Linked DNA regions of Ovis aries: region 2 is linked to region 1. Evidence: chromatin contacts called from public Hi-C data. All regions are on one chromosome and are shown on one strand. The core of a region is the stretch at or near the end of the contact, and the rest is flanking DNA. Distances in the headings are between cores, read along the strand shown.

The links. A called contact is a pair of places that touch in the nucleus more often than the background predicts.
Region 2: a Hi-C map of liver shows a contact between it and region 1, with 3 times the contacts expected there. The contact joins the enhancer-like site here to the promoter of B3GALT5 in region 1. A contact is called at or near these places in 2 of 16 Hi-C or Micro-C datasets (liver and mixed tissues).

Annotation. Positions count from the first base shown.
Region 1 is chr1:260,433,561-260,438,450 of ARS-UI_Ramb_v3.0, reverse strand. B3GALT5 (beta-1,3-galactosyltransferase 5) reads right to left here and starts at 3,032. Exons shown (of 4, transcript XM_060395970.1): 1 at 2,945-3,032.
Region 2 is chr1:260,520,420-260,525,309 of ARS-UI_Ramb_v3.0, reverse strand. No RefSeq gene overlaps it. Among named protein-coding and RNA genes, the nearest start is that of IGSF5, 39 kb to the left of the region's middle. Within about 2 kb of position 2,634, at least 6 of the 54 cell types and tissues checked have an H3K27ac peak or open chromatin away from gene starts, as enhancers often do. A contact at or near this core is called in liver, where this site is marked.

The sequences.
Region 1 (4,890 bases), core at 1,783-4,282:
CCCATGGCACTAGCTTTCCTGTTCTGTCTTCATTCTCACCACTCACTCCCGCACCATTAGGGCAACACCCCCCAACCCACCTCCACCCCCTACTCTCGCAGCCTCGGATAACTGCCATCTGTTCTCTATATCTCTGGGTTCAGTTTTGGAGAGGTTTTCATTTTTTTGTTTTAGATTCCACACGTAAGTAAGATCATACAGTGTTTGCCTTTGTCTGACTTATTTCACTTAAAGGAAAATGCGAAATGCTCTCTCTTGGAAATAATTTGCCTCTTACATGTAGCTGTTTAAGAGGAAATACCAGGGCTTCCCTGGTGGCTGGGTGGTCACCTGTCAATACGGAGACACAGGTTTGATCCCTGGTCAGGGAAGATTCCACATGCCCCAACTAAGCCTGTACAGCAGTACACTGACAACTGAGCTTGTGCCTGGGAGCTACAACTACTGAAGGCTGTGTGCCTAGAGTCCATGCTCCGAAACAGGAGAAGCCACAGCAATGAGAAGCCTGCATACCACGAAGAAGAGTAGTCCCTGCCACAACGAGAGAAAGCAAAACAGAAACCCGCAGAAACAAAGACCCAGCAGAGCCAAAAACAAATAGATAATTAACTAAAAAGCAAAAATAAAAACCTATCGGTTTACAAAAAAAGAGGAGGAAACACCATAAAAAATGGCCATCTACCACACTATGTAACTTAACTGAAATATTCTGTTACATGTAAGGATGGTCAGAACCAGCATGCATTTAACCACAAATGTGACTCTAGGAATTTCCTGTCTATAAACTACTCTACACAGTAGCCATGCCCCACCACTAGTGCTCACTAGAATATGACACTTTCCTCAGATCTCTATCTTCATTAAATTCTACTCCTCCAAGTCAAGGTGCAGGGGCACAAACAGTAAATGAGGGAGACAAGGGGATGGGAGGTATTACTAATTATTTACAAAAGGAAAATACATAAGAAAGATTTTAAGTTTGTCATGCTAATACAAAGAGAAAGCGAAAAATAACTTCACAATATCTGATTACTGGTGATTTGGAAAGGGTTTTGGAAGCTGTATTTATCCCCAACAGGTCAGATACCAAAACAAACAAAAAAGAAAGTGAAACAGAAACAGGATTCCTTAAAAAGTTAGGCGCAATATTTACCATGCAAAACACACACACACACACACACACACACACACACACAACTGGCAGAGATATTACTAAAATGTTGATTATAAAATTGTAAGGCATTTAGGAATGAGCTAAAGAGACTCAAAATCAAAACCCTACTGGCACTCAGTGAAAAGACGTCTTTTCACCACATCGCCTGTCAGCACCCCCACGACGCCCACGCTCTGCAGGAGCTGTCTGGGCCCAGTGCTAAGGAATTGATTTTTGTTTTTTCTTAGATTGGCTTACTCATTTTAACTGTGAGACTTTCTATTCAGTGTTAATTCCCTAGTCTTCTGCTTACACTGTGTCCAGTCAGTAACCCAACTTCCTGGGCGGGTAATGAGAGCAGGGATAACTCTTCAGAAATCAACACCTTGTTATCAATAGCATGCACGCATGCTCAGTCTCTCAGTCCTGTCCGACTCTGCAATCCCATGCACTGTAGCCCACCAGGCTCCTCTGTCCATGGGACTCTGCAGGCAAGAATACTGGAGTGGATTGCCATTTCCTCCTCTAGTTATCAATAACAAGAAATAAACAAAGCATCCAATTTAAACATGGGCAAAAAGCAAGGAATCCTTCTTCCCAAGAAGACATACTTATGGCCAACAGGTATGTGAAAATGTGCTCAAAAACTGTAATCATCAGGAGAATCCAAATCAAAACCACAGTGAGCCATCACCTCACACCTGTTAGGATGCTTATTATCAAAAGAACAAGAGATAACAATGTCCCTGTGCATGTGGAGAAAAAAGTAACAGAACTCGTGTACTGTTCGTGGAAATGCAAACCGGTGCAGCCACTGTGGAAAACACTGTGGAGGTGCCTTAAGAAATCAGAACTACCATAGGATCCAGCAATTCCGTCTCTGAGTTTAAAACCTAAAGCATCATCTGAAAGAGCTAACTGTACTCCAATGCTCACTGCAGAATTATTCTCAAGAGCTAAGGTACAGACACAATCTTAGGGTGGACAGGCAAACATGAAGGAAATGCTATATGTATGTGTATATATGGATATAGATAAAGATATACAGACGTTCCATGCTTTCAGCCTTAAAAAGGGGGGAAAAATCCTGCCCTCTGCAACACCATGGATGACCCAAGGGGGCATTATGCTAAGTGAAGTAAGCCACAGAAAGGCAAGTGCTGCCAATATTACCTGGTATCACTTATATGTGGAATCTTAATTTTTAAAAAACAAAGTGGAAATCATAGAAACAGTACAAGAATGGTTGTCAGGAGCTAGAGAGGTGACGGAACTAGTGTTTCTGACAACCTAATGTTTACAGCAAGGTGGCTATAGCGACTCCATGGACTGTAGCCCAGCAGGTTCCTCTGTCGTGGAATTCTCCAGGCAAGAATACTGGAGTGGGTTGCCATTTCCTTCTCCACGAGATCTTCCGGACCCAGGGACTAAACCTGGGTCTCCTACATTGCAGGCAGACTACCGTCTGAACCACCGGGGATGAAGACAGTTGATAACACTATGCTGTATAACAGAAATCTCCTAAAAGGTTAGAACTTCTCAACAACAAAACAACAACGACAACAAAAAGGTAAATTTTTTAAAATTAGTACACTGTTACAGACCAAGTTTGGTCAAATGTGGTCTTGTAACCATTTCCTTAATTTACAAAGCAGAAAGAGAGAAGTCAAGCCCGCAGTAGGCTAGGCGATCCTCAGAAGTGCACGGGGCCCGCGCCCCCGCCTCCGGGTCCCCAGGGACCGCATCTCTCGTGCCCCCGCACCTCCCGCACGCCGCGCCGCCGGGCCTCACCGTGCGCCCCGCACTCCCTGCGCGGGGCCGTGCAGCTGGCCGAGCTCAGAGCCGCATTGCGCCGTCCCTTGAGTAGCTGGGTCCTGACGGAGCGCGGCGGTCCCCTGCGCTGGCCTTTAGGAGGTGGGAGGAGCGGCGCGCGGTGCGCACAGGAAATCTGATAGGTGAGGAGCCGGCGGGCGGGCGGGGACTCGGGGCGCTGCTGCTGGGGATGGCTGGGCCCCCCGAGTCCCCACCAGTGCCCCGCGCGGGGCTCCGGGAGGTGACTGGACCCCAACGCCCAGCGCCAGGGAAGGCGGCAGGCACCGTCTGCGCTGTTCCGCTTTGGTGGCCCCCCAGCGGAAGAGCATCTTTCGCGCAGCACCGGACATTCACGGCGATGGAGTTTGCTCAAATTCCCGTTGGTTGTTGTTGTTGTTTAGTCGCTCTGTCGTGTCCAACTCTTTGGGAGCCCAGGGACTCTAGCCCGCCAGGCTCCTCTGTCCATGAGATTTCCCAGGCAAGAATACTGGAGCGGGTTGCCATTTCCTTCTCCAATAGACCACCCCCCAACACACACACACACACACACACACACACACACACACACACACACACACCCCTTGGGGGTAGGGGGGAGCTTTGAGGTTCTCTCCCTGTCCACCATGGAAACTGTCCCGTAGTTAACTTCGAAAAAACCAAAACGCCCTCTGTGCGGGAAGGCCCCGCGGTCCCACACTTCCCCAAACCCCAGATGCCTCAAGAAGGAGCGCCTCCGCTCCTTCACAAAAGAGATGCCATTTTCAGAGCCATTTGGTGATGGGCAGATTCGAGGTCAGATAACAGAAAGGCAGATTACGGGGGCTGTTTAATCCTTAGGACCGCCAAGTGAAGTAGGCACTGTTCCCACTTAGCAGATGAGGAAACTGAGGGGTGGGGAAGTTAGGGAGCGTGAAGGGGGTCAGATGGATGAGAAGGTGCCTGGGAGACCCCAGCTCTCACTGGCAGGGAAAATATAGACAGATAGATACTCATGTGGACTTCCCAGGTAGCTCAGTGGTAGAGTCCACCTGCCAGTGCAGGAGCTGTAGGTTCAATCCCTGGGTCAGGAAAATCCGCTGGAGGAGGGCATGGCAACCCACTCCAGTATCATGGAGAGAGGAGTCTGGCAGGCTACAGTCTATGGGGAGCGCGAAGGGGATCAGATGAATGAGAAGTTGCCTAGGGGACCCCAGCTGTCTCTGGCAGAGAAAATATAGACAGACAGATATTCATGTACAAAGATATACATGCATGTATATCTTTGTGGCTCAGCTGGTAAAGAATCCACCTACAATGCAGGAGACCTGGGTTCGATCCCTGGGTTGGGAAGATTCCCTGGAGAAGGGAAAGGCTACCCACTCCAGTATTCTGGTCTGGAGAATTCCATGGACTGTATAGTCCATGGGGTCGCAAAGAATCGGACACGACTGAGATACTTTCGCTTCGCTTTCGCTTTTTTTTTTTTTTTTTTTAAGAGCGGCGGACTTGTCCATGATCATCTAATTCAGGGTTGTCAACCCTGGCCACACAGTAAAATTGCGTGGGAAAGTTTTATAATTCCCAAAGCTCAGGCCCTACCGCAGACAAAATGAACTGACTGCTTTTCCTTAAGCTCGTATCTGCCATAACCTCGGAAGACTGGCAGGCCTTATTTCGCCACGGTGAGCACGTGATCGTTCTGGCGCAAAGATGAAGTGCGCTCTCGTGGGGGGAAGGGAGGAAGAAGACCCCTGAATACTTAAGGGCAGCGCCAAAGCCTAAGATGCTCAGAACCGCTGTTGCGGGCTTGCAGAGAAAGGAAGTGGCTCCCGGGAGCCAGTGGGCGGAGCTGTGGGTGGCGGGCGGACCCCCGGGGAAGAGGCTGATCTGATGGGAGTGAGCTCTAGAGTCAGGGCGATGCGATCACCCGCCTCCCCCGCGCTGCT
Region 2 (4,890 bases), core at 1,385-3,884, 87 kb before region 1:
TAGGTTGCTTTCATATCCTGGCTATTGTAAACAGTGCAGTAATGAGCACTGGGGTACATGTGTCTCTTTCAATTCTGGTTTCCTTGGTGTGTATGCCAAGGACTGGGATTGCTGGGTGATATGGCAGTTCTATTTCCAGTTTTTTAAGTAATGTCTGCACTGTTCTCCACAGTGGTTGTACTAGTTTGCATTCCCACCAACAGTGTAAGAGGGTTACCTTTTCTCCACATCGTCTCCAGCATTTATTGTTTGTAGACTACAAATGGCTTTTAAAAATCAAATAGTATGAAAGGTTACATCATTGAAAAGGAAGACTCCCTTCATCCCTAACCCCAGTGTTCTTCTGCGAGGTAACCGCTATCAGCATTTTCAGGATATACTTCCAGAGATGGGTTGGGCAGGAAATTATGTATTTTCAATTCCATTTCAAAATCCAACCAAACTAGTAACAGCAATGTGGGCAAACTGGGCAAGGTATCAATGCAACAACATCACGTAAGCAGGATACTAAAAATTTCATCTTTTGTGCACAGTTTCTCCGGAAGCAACAGAAGGGTGTGCTCCACCCATAAAAGAGGGCAAACAGGGAGAAAGGAGGCTTTGGTTCCAGGAAATGGGATCCAGCCTGTCAGCTATGCAGCCTCCCTGCCAGGTCCAACAGGGGCAAGAACTCTGAGAGAGGGCTCTGGGAAGAATTACCACTTGGTGCAGAGAGCTGACTCATTGGAAAAGACCCTCATGCTGGGAAAGATTGAGGGCAGGAGGAGAAGAGGGTAACAGAGGTTGAGATGGTTGGATAGCATCAACGACTCAATGGACATGAATCTGAGCAAACTCTGGGAGATGGTGAAGGACAGGGAAGCCTGGCATGCTACAGTCCATGGGGTCGCAGAGTTGGACTTAACTGAGCAACTGAATGACAACAAATATGTAAACTATGCAAATGAAAAATAGATAAATTCCAGCAGGGTAGGAGGAACTTTCATGAACAAAAATGTAAGCACTATGCAATACTTTTCCTAGCAGTTAATGATATTTACATGGTCATAAATTTGTTGTTGTTCAGGTGCTCAGTCGTGTCCAACTCTCTGTGACCCCTTGGACTGTAGCATGCCAGGCTTCCCTGTCCTTCACTATCTCCTATAATTTGCTAAAACTCATGTCTACAAGTTGGTTTTGCTATCTAACCATCTCACTCTCTGCGGCCCTCTTCTTTTGCCTTCTGTAGAGTAAGGGAGTTAGAGAAGGTGAGGTTCGGAAAAAGAAGGAGACCGGCACTTTACAGGAACAGATCACCTTTAATGAGGCAAGAAAGGGCAGCAGTCAGATTTAGTGAGCTGCTGCACTAACCCAAGAAAAGAGTAAGTATATATAGGTATATATGTGGAAATCTACTGTTCTTCTCCAAGGTTGTTCGAGTTAGTAGTCTCTTAAACAGCTGGGACAAGGAATTCTGGAGATCGGCCAGAGGCTGGGACGGCTGGGAGCTGGGCTTAATTAATCTTAAAGTCCATTTTTCACTTCCGGTGAGAGAGTTCTTTGTTTTGCATGGAATGGTGGGGAGGGCCCAGAGGGGAGTTTTAACTCCAGGCTATTTTGAGCCATGTAACTTTCCTTCACCTTCACTCTTTCCCTGCATCAGGGTCTTTCCCAGTGGTCATAAATAATAAATAGCAAATAAAGTTTCAATCCCAAATTGTGATATAACGAGAAGATGAGGGTGGTTAGTTGGTGGCAGGATGGGTGAAGTGGCTGAATCATTTTCGGCAGGAAGTCAATAGAAAATGCCTGAAGCAATGTAAGCATGTTATTATAAGCATAGCATTATTATTATTATTATAAACATAGCAGTTTAAGTGTATTATTTAGAAATAGCGACACAAATACCAGAAGAGACAGCAAAGGGGATCAGTCTGGCAGGGGAGGTGGGGTAAAGGACTGCTTTTTTCATTACTTAAAGCCCTATAGCACCAGTGGCCTTTTACAGCATGTACGTGTATCATTTTGTTTAAAAATAATTAATTTTTCAAACGTGTCTATAGGAAAATTCATATAAATTTAAACATAAGAATGACATTGCTCATCTTCTATGTGGTTCAGCATCCCAACTTCAGAGCTATTAATTTCTATGTATTCTTCAGCACACAATTCTTAATCATATACTTAGAAGGGTTGAAAAGTAACTTTATTAATCAGGATAAGATGTTTGATGAAACAGCCAAATAAACCCTGAAATGTCAAGGACTGAACACAATAAAGGCTTACTTCTCACTCGTGGAATGTGGGATCAAGGTCATGACCTCCAAAGTCACTTCTGTGGACAAGTGTGGACAGTGTCTCTTAGTCACCTTCTGTTTTGAATTGGTCAAAGAAGTTGGCCCCAAATGAATCACAAGGAAACTGACAAGACTTCCAAAATTATTAGGTGAACGTTCTCAAGCTCGATCAGTAGAACAATCCAGAAAAGCATTATCCGTAAATGGACAAACAGGAAAGGAAAGTGGATCACCATGTGAGAGGGGATAGGTGTACGAATCTCACCTGTCTTCCCAGGAAATGGGGATCAAATCCCTCTGTCCACCTCCCAGATCCATCCTGAGACGTGCCCTAGGAGAACAGGCTCTGTAAATCATTGACAGTCCACAAACACTGGGTGTTAAATTGTGTCATAGCCACAGGGAGATATGAGTACTCTTTGCCAAACCTATGTTCTATAACACATTTATTATTTGTATATTGCATAATTACTGGGAGAAAATCTTCCTTATCACTTACTTTGTTTTTAAAGGTCTTAACTAAGGATTGTATACTATAGCTAAAAAAAAAAAAAAAAGATTCCCTTGAGCACACAAAGTGTTACGGGTCACCTGCTTATTCTCGAGCTCTCTGCCCATGTTGGGCACAGAAGGCTTGCTGTACCATCCTCTGTAAAATGAGCCTGCACACCATCATTCTAACTGAAACCAAGGCTTCCTCTAAGCACAAGTGTCAAGTACACTGCTAACATCAATCTCTAACCTACATCTTATCTTCCTAATCCAGTTATACTATTTTTGTTCCATCTTTACAATTCTCCAAAGGTACATATATTGCTTAGTCTTTACACCTTTTACCTTTTGCTAAGCCATTTTTTTTCCTTTAATGGCAGTAAGCATCTCTGATAAGACTGTAAGATATATTGGTGTCAGACTATAGAGAAAAAAATATATTCATCTGAATATACACTCTTGCTCACCATGATACTCTAAGAAATTATGGAAGAAACACACAATTTCCCAGTTTCCTTAAATCGGTGTCTCTTTCCTTAAATCGGTGTCTCCTGTTATCAAATGGGACTTCTGTGGTTCCCTGAGACATAAGCCATCTCCAAACAGGAGCAATACCATTACAACAAGTTGCCTCGAAACTCGCTATCAACAGTGGAGAAAAGGCCAGAGGAACCCACACCTGTTCTTTAATGCTTCAACCGGGAAGTCACACCTGACATTTCTGCTTACAGCCTATTGGTTGGAACTGGTCACATGACCTCAGCCTAGTAGCAGGGGAGCCACTATCTTCTGCTGTACCAGGAAGGGGAAACTTAAATGAGATTTGGGGATATTATGTCTATCTTCATACAGAAATGCAAAGGTTCCCTGAGAATTCACAACCACAGTTCATAGGTTGATATAGGAACTCAGCAAGAAGGGCTTCAGGAACAAAATCCCAAAGCAAGTGACCACCATAACGAGGTACCTTCACATTTATATCCCAAGAATCAAGTGTTTCTGGAAACAAAGTGGATTTACACTTGTCTTTGTCTTAATTAAATAGAGTATAGGCAAACCTCAGAGATATGAGGCAGTTTGCTTCCAGACCATTGCAAAAAAAGCAAACATAATAAAATAAGTCACACAAATTTTTGGTTTCCTAGCACATATAAAAGTTGTATTTACCCTATACTGTAGTCTGCTGAGTGTGAAATAGCAATGTCTTAAAAAGTACATACATAATTTTAAAAGATTTTATTGCTAAAAAAATGCTACTCACCAGCTGACAACACAGGGTTGCCACAAATCTTCAATTAAAAATATACAGATGCCCACAAAGCAAATCAAATGAAGCACAGTAACACCAAGTATGTCTATAATCTGGGCACAACTTAGCTTTTCTCTGGTGGCTGCAAAAGCAGTTTAGTGCTGTGGGATTTTTTTTTTTAAGTTAAATTTCATTCTCCACCCTGCCAATCAACTAGAAAACATTAAAGCAAGTCAGGGTCTACTGCATCTCAATTAAGTTCTACAGCTAAAAGGGGGAAAAAAAACTATTGTTCTGCCCAACTCAAAGGCTGTTGTGAAGTCAAGTGAGATTATGCATGAAAGTGTTCTGTGATGATAAAGTGCAATCTTTAATTGATGGAGGGTTTTGTTTTACCAACTGGCTTCTTTTTATATAACTCACCATGTTACAGTTGGGCTTTGAAAATTAAAAAATTAATTAGGACAAACAAGTTTTACCTGTGGTATCACCTTGTAATAGTTCATCTTTCTGTTTAATGCTTTAGATGCAATAAACATAGTGATGAGTTTTTGCAATGCCCACATTTTCCCTCTTTGGTATAATATATTGGGCAAAAATAGAGTCCTCACATACATAGACCATGCTCAACTAAAAGTTTTGTTTTTGTTCCAGACCTACCTGGTAGCGCTGTTGACTTGTAGACACAGTCTAAGGACTACATTAAGGGTAATTTTTCTCCATTTTGTGCACGTGTATTTATTTTGGAAAATGTCTAACATATACTGTGGTAGGCAGAATAATGCCTCCCCCAAGATGTCTACTCCTTAACTCCTGGAATCTGTGAATACATTAGGTTACACGAAAATGGGAAATTAAGGTTGCAGATGGAAT